2 separate regions of the Bombyx mori genome follow, and region 1 is linked to region 2. The links are chromatin contacts, called in public Hi-C maps. All regions are on one chromosome and are shown on one strand. The core of a region is the stretch at or near the end of the contact, and the rest is flanking DNA. Distances in the headings are between cores, read along the strand shown. Region 1 overlaps LOC101740450. Region 2 holds the start of LOC101741148.

What was found. Hi-C and Micro-C count contacts between places; a contact is called where the count stands out from the background.
Region 1: a Hi-C map of middle silk gland shows a contact between it and region 2, with 2.2 times the contacts expected there. The contact joins the enhancer-like site here to the promoter of LOC101741148 in region 2. A contact is called at or near these places in 3 of 7 Hi-C or Micro-C datasets (middle silk gland and whole pupa).

The regions. Positions count from the first base shown.
Region 1 is chr6:1,445,509-1,449,374 of ASM3026992v2, reverse strand. The region is part of intron 1 of LOC101740450; the gene reads right to left. Among protein-coding and RNA genes, the nearest start is that of LOC100862826, 18 kb to the right of the region's middle. Within about 2 kb of position 2,309, at least 2 of the 8 cell types and tissues checked have open chromatin away from gene starts, as enhancers often do.
Region 2 is chr6:1,357,886-1,361,354 of ASM3026992v2, reverse strand. It overlaps LOC101741148, which reads left to right and starts at 1,291. Exons shown (of 5, transcript XM_004925221.5): 1 at 1,291-1,613; 2 at 2,437-2,618; 3 at 3,159-3,283. The coding sequence starts at 2,457. The region is part of intron 1 of LOC101740450; the gene reads right to left.

The sequences.
Region 1 (3,866 bases), core at 1,060-3,559, 87 kb before region 2:
GGACTTCGGCTCTCTCTGTATTTTGTACCGTATGTTCCATGGGGAGTGCTCTGAGGAATTGTTCGAGATGATACCGGCATCTCGTTTTTACCATCGCACCGCCCGCCACCGGAGTAGAGTTCATCCATACTACCTGGAGCCACTGCGGTCATCCACAGTGCGTTTCTAGAGATCTTTTTTGCCACGTACCATCCGGCTATGGAATGAGCTCCTCTCCACGGTGTTTCTCGAGCGCTATGACATGTCCTTCCTCAAACGAGGCTTGTGGAGAGTATTAAGCGGTAGGCAGCGGCTTGGCTCTGCCCCTGGCATTGCTGAAGTTCATGGGCGACGGTAACCACTCACCATCAGGTGGGCCGTATGCTCATCTGCCTACAAGGGCAATAAAAAAAAAAAACGCGAGCATAATACATACACCATTACCATACCTTATTACCTACCTAAAATTCCTTAAATTCCAATTCTAAGTGCTAGTAGGAGAGCGTATTGTAAATTATCACGTGGGGGGAGCTATCCAGGTTATTTCTGCCGCGAAGCAATCATACCATCTCCTTTGGGGAATAGTCGTTCCTTGGTGTAACATAGAGATCGGGGCTCGCGTTCGCGAAGCAGCTGCCCTTGAGCAGCTAGGTCTTCTTCGGAGGCGCTCGGGCAGCTGTTAACAAATCCCACCCCTACTGGCTAGGCCTTTGCTCGCCCACCTGTTCTGATGAAACTGGAAAGACCTTTGGGCCATCAATAATCCTTCCTTCATAAAAAAAAAGATCGGAACTGCCTCGTTATATGCCTGGCAGCGTTTTGGAGAACCCTGAACACCAGGTCGGCTGTAAAGTCATCTACTCATCCATAGTAATACAAAATTTAACATGTGCGTGATCATATCGTACTTTAAACTGCATATAAAGATAATCTAATGAGCGTCACGGTGTGTTAACACAATATCATTTGCATATAAACGGTATTGCACACTGTACGTACATGCGGCTGAGAGCTTTGACGTCGATGTATACCTTTAAAGCTCTTTATTAACCGACTCTAAATAAAGAGAAGGTTCGCGAGGGCAGCTAACGTGTATGTATTGTATAAACTTCTTGTTCTTCAATCGGGGATGCGTGCTTTGTGGTCAAAAAACTGCGGTAGCTATCCTCGCAATAAGCCAAGAGAATTCAAAATACTTTTACCCAATAGTCAGTTATATACCTAAACAGTTTCAAATTTTCTCAAATAATTAATTCCAGCGCACCGGTGGGTATGCCAATAAATAGCAGGTAATGTAATGCACGCGCGTCTATAGCTATGTAATTGGCCGGCTCGTGGGAAAAACGCCACCTGTCCATCTTTCCTTTAACATCGCCTTTCCCATAAGGCACGGTCACGGACCGTGACGTCACCGTGTGACCTTACGACCCTCGCGCCAAACTACAGAAAGCTTTATATAGGTGTTTAAAGTTAAAAGGTCATTTTCATATTAACTCTTTAATCGCAAGGGACAGAACGCATCTATGTTGCGTCAATGGGTTTTTGACGAGTATGGAATAGAATCATAAAGAGGTCTTGTGTAAGTTGATACGAGTTCTTAGCCCCAAATTAGCGATAAGGGGTAACTTGGATTCGCTTATGCGACGGTAATTACTCCTCAGCAGTTGGGCTGTATTTGCGAAGCAGATGAGAGATAGATTTTGCGAAGCACTGCTATGGTAGAGCTAGTGTTAGCAATGCCCCCAGGCTAGAGCCTCGAGAGCTCTCCTACTCGCTAGGTTACGCCCGCATATCCTGTCAAGGGCACCAGCTTGGGTAGGAAAAAAAACCTGTTATCGGAATCATCTCGATTTTACGTCCCGTAAAGCCTTTGTATTTGTAAAAATGGAAATACATACATTTGAAACTCCATTTAAGATCTTGGAATGGTCCTAGAAAAAAAAACAGATTAAATTGAGTACACGAAATAAAGTAAGTCAAAAAGTAATTCATAATTTTCGCAGATGAGGTTTTTGGTTGCAAACGAGTTGAGTGGCCGGGGAATACATAAAAACAATCATTACTGTTTTTAAAAAAACCACCAAGAACTGGTCAGATAAGTAATTCGACGAAACTGTTATGTTAAATCTGGAGCAATACAAACAAAATCGCCAAAATCATAATCGAAGGCCGCCATTTTGCAAAACAAAAAAAACGCGCTAAAAGTCCTAACCTAAAAACTCGTAGGACTAAAAAACTAAAGATCGCCCCAATCAGACAACGCCGAGCTCGCTACCGTCATAAAGACGCATTAATCGATTAAACAAACATCCGCCGGAATCGACGCCTTCACGCCGTAAATCATCCTTCGGTGATTGGGTCGGTCAAAGACTAACGAGTCAGATGGGTACTGCATGGCACTGAATTGTCTATTGAGATTTTGAGTTACAGAGTCAATTACTTATGCATTCTTTTTTATGAATTAGATAGGTAGCCAAAATACAAATATTACCTCAGTAATGAATATTAATAAATTTAGTAGAATAAGTTCACGCAGACGGATATCTTTTTTTATGAATGAGTGATTATTGGCAACCCAGAGGCCTTTCCAGTTTCAACAGGACGGGAGCGAGCAAAGACTCAGCCAGGAGGGGTGGGATTTGCTAACAGCTGCCCGAGCTCCTCCAAAGGAGACCTAACGACTCAAAAACAACTGCTTCGCGATTGAATCTACTATCGGATCGGAATCATGACCCGCTGAGAAGATCCGGCGAGAAACTTAGAGGGCTGATGCATGGGTTTGGCTGCACGTCGAACTCTTTCTCGAGTTTGATGAGTACGGTTACAGGGCAGATGGATGTCAAAGACCAGGCAAAGCGGAGGAGTTTAAGTAGGAAACAGACCCTGGCATTAATTTCTAAATAATAATGAAAAACTCTTTGAAGAACAGAAATTATGAGGCATTGACTGGCTTTCTTCGTAATATTTTTTGCCCGTCTGTTTATTTACTGTTTCTTTGGGGCTGCACGGTCGCGCCTCCACATTTTCACGAGGCCAATTAAATGATCCACGCCATCCGTGCGATATTGGATCGAGCCCACTTGTTGAATATTATTACACGAAGTTGCCGAAATGAAAACGTGCTATAGTTTTAGCGATCGATGTATGAAGGGCTTTTAAGGGAGTGCATTTGGAGGCAGCACGGGTAGGTCCTGCTCACTTTTGCCACGTTAGGCTCTGAACTCTGAATGTACTGTGTGCTTTGTGAGGGTATTTTAAGGTTCTGGATAGCGTAAAAGTTAACTCAATTTTGTATGGAGTTGGAATGTTTGCTTACGTTTGCCGCTAGGGGCGCTGTTCCAACTGCATACAAATTTGAGTTAACTTTTACGTTATCGAGAACGTTAAAAAGCTCGCACTAAACACCCTAGTCTGGGATGTTATGATAAAAGTATTTTTTTTAACGCGCCTTTCTTAGCTTGGGGCCTATATTTAGTGACGGAATTTTGAATGTCGTTATTATTGACTTCAACACGTGCGATCAACTTGAAAGTTTACTCACGCATCAACGATCGATGGCAATACAATAATTATATCAAATCTCTCTAATATCCTGTCTAGGATGGACAATATACTTTTGAGTTTGCTATTCAGGCGTGTTTTTTTTAGTTTTTTAAACTGCATAATATTATTTTGAATTTTCTCGTCTACCCACATTTTAATATCTAAAAGAATTCCTACTTACATTCACCGTGTCACGTATTCATAATAGTTACCGAAAAGGGTAATCGCTGCTATCAAAAAGTAGCAATGAATCGGACTCCGATATTTACGAAGGCGCCTCTTTTTTAGTCCTATTTTAGTAGCGTCCAAACGAGAAAAGATTAAGCAATATTGTTAAATCAACA
Region 2 (3,469 bases), core at 42-2,541:
TATAGCCCTCTCCATAGCTCGCTGCGCAATACTAAGCTTCCTAAAAATATCCCTTGTGAAGCACCACGTCTCGAAACCGTAAGTCAGCATTGGTAAAACACATTGACTGTACCTGCACCTTTGCTTTAAGTTGTCAGCCAATAAAAACACTTCAAAATAAAAAAAAACAAATTCCACGAAATCTCAGTAATGGCAACTCTCGTTTATTATCCAGGCTTTTTGCTGTCTCACAATTAAGTCATCAAGTTGATGTGTGACAATTGACACTTATTGACATAATGAAGCAATCTCTTTTCGCAATGCGATTGAGTAAATTGTGCGAGAGTTGTGAAATGACTTTGTTGCTGTGCAAACTCATTTTACTGTCGTCGTTATGCGAATATAAACCGGAGCTTGATCTATCTATCTCTTAGGTTTAAGGCGTTTCCTTTTAGATTTCGCCAATGTCAAGTGTATTTAATACTCTGCTTTCTATAGCGGGCTTCGTGAACGAGCAAGGTCACAGATATTCACTAAGAATTATTGATCGGTATAATATTGATTATCGTCACTGTCAAACTAAAATCTGCCATGTGCAAAAACTCTATTTTGAATTAACGAGTAAAAATATTTTCGTATAAAATTTTATATGAAGGTGAATTTTAAAGAACTATACCAAATGAAAGCTATAGATAAATATTAAAGTTATAGACACATAACAGTTTTTTTATACGGTAGGCTGTGAATTATACGAAAAGGACAAAAAGTAAAAATCTCAAAAAGTGCACATAGCAGATTTTGGTTTGACATCGACGTTATACTAGTTCTTTGCATTTAGTTTTTTTTTTTTACTTCAGAAAAAAAGACAAATGTATCTAAATAATCTAATCAACGAAAAAAAAAAACCGAATTCAATTGATTATTTGATAATAACTTTTCACACTGGCAACCTCGAATAATGGCGCGACGGGGGTCATGAACATTCGTAAATTTGAAAACGTATTCAAACAATGGCCATCGACAGTTCGCGCCTTTCACATTGACATTTGAAGGAATCGTATGATATACAAAAAAAAAGTTAATTTTGTAGTCCCGTAGACTTTACTGCGGGCTTCCGTGTTAAGAGATTTATGATGAAATAATTTGAGTTACTTTAGTCCCGAGATCGGAATGTGTAATTAATTAATTATATTATCTGTTTAAATTCTAAACATAATTACCGGCTTAAATGAAACTTGCCAATTGAGGCAAAGACGTTGAATTATTATTTTTAATCAATGATTTCGGACGCCATGACACATTAAGTGTATTTCATTAAAACTAAAATCATTCAAAATAATTATGATAACTGAATTTAATACTATGAAATTCTGTTGAACAATGGTCTCTACTAATTTCTTCTAGTAAAAAGTAAACAAAGAGGAATATTTGTAGTATTTTAATTTGACATTGATGTCAAAAATTCCTCAACAATGACGTATAGAAAATATTAGTAAATACCAGCTGGTCGATGTAAGAAAAATTCTAGTGAAACACTAAAAACTATAGTCAGTTTAGTTTTTTAAATAATGAAAAATTTACGAGAGTATATTTCTACCATAATTTAGCACTGAAATTTCCGGTTCAGTTTGAAGGTGAGAGCTGATTGTTTGAGTTACGAATTAATGTAAGGTTGATAGGCTGAATTCATAAATATCTGACAAAACCCCGCGCAATTGTAATTGTTGACTGAAGACTTCGATGAAAAACAACATCGTGTAATGAAAATCGAACCGCCAGTATTAATTAGAATAGATTTTAATGTTTACCGGATCGGAAACGCGACCCACTGAAAAGATGCGGCGAGAAACTCAGTGGGCTGTGTCTATGGGTTAATTTACTCGTCGAGCCCTTCGTCACAAGCGACGGGCTTGGGACGGGTACCGGTGCTTGAGGTACCTAAAAGCACCTTTAATGGATCGGGAGGATCCGTAATGACGTGCTTAGGGCGACGTCGACTGTTTAACATTCGGTCCACAGGATCGGGTATGGTCATAGACAATAAGATGATGCCCTAGACACGTTCTAACGGATCCGTCAGATCCAATAACTCTTGCATTAGATGCCTTCCCGTCCCGGTACCCGTACTCGTTGAACTCGACAAAGAGTTCCACGTGCAACTTAATCCATACGTCAGCCCGCTGAGATTCTCGCCGGATCTTCTCAGTAGGTCGCGATTCCGAACCGGTGGTAGATTCTGGGAAGCACTGCTCTTGCTAGGGTTAGTGCACAGAAATAATATCAAGGGCTAGTGTTAGCAACGACGTCAGGTTTGAGCCCCGTGAGCTCACCTACTTGTTAAGGTTACGCTGAAATGGACCATCATCAAGACCATCAGTTTAGGTAGGAAAAAAAAAGTTGAGCTCTAACATTTTTAGCATTTGAAATCGTTTAAACATAATCTTGACTTAATTTCAGGGTTGAACAGAAGCGTTTCAATGTCTTTGCGATATACAAGGAATTATTATGATGATCGTTTCCGTCGGAGAAATGTTCATGGCGAGAGCTCCGAAGGTGGTTTCGCGATACAGAACCGCACCAGTCAAATAGAAGAGACTGAGATCCGAAATGATGGAACGCAGGAGACGTCAGAGTCGAATGTAAGCATTGCTGTGTGACTATTTGTTCGTTTAGGGAGCTCGGATGGGGCATAGCTAAACTTTCGGGATAAAGAAAAAATTTACCGAAGCACAAACTAAAACTGTATTCATCAGTTAGAACACTTAACGAACACTTTAAGATTCTCGATTCACTTCCTCCCCTTCGCCTTAGGTGAGCCGATCGCTGTTTCGCTTCGAGTAGTTCCGATTACTGACTGCTTCGTGCCATCTCTGCAATGCTTTTATAGTCGAGACGACATCCCTAGATTTATCGAGAGCATTCTGTGCAAGTCGAGTAGTTTCGATATGTGTTTCCGCTATCTGACAATAGATGGCGTTGTACTTCTCGAGCCTTCTTGACGTTACGCATTTATTTGATAATCGTTTCGGCTGTTCGGCGATAGCTGGCGTTACTTTTACCGGCCGGCGTAACATTTAGTTTGAGGTCGGAAAGCGATAGGCACGCGTTTACAAACGCATATAGGCAGGGTGCTAGTACGTATACGCTAGTCGTAAGACTTAATGTTCATTCTCCAATAGGTTGCAGGCTCTTCATCGTCACACATTCTGGCCAACGACGTGAGTGCTCTTAGCAGAGACGTGGACAGATGGGTGAGGCCGCAAGAGTCCTCAACGACCCAAAGCACTGGGGTTCAGGACAGCATGTAAATAGTGTACACTTTTCCCTTTTTTTTTTTAACTTACCACTATCGTCAGATCGGACATCTTGGATTGTAATAATGATAGTCGGACATATGTCACACACGTTCACCTGGCAGAGATTGATTGACATAGACAGTTAAGTTTAAATATAATAATATATGTTACGGTAAATGTACACTCTTGAGAAA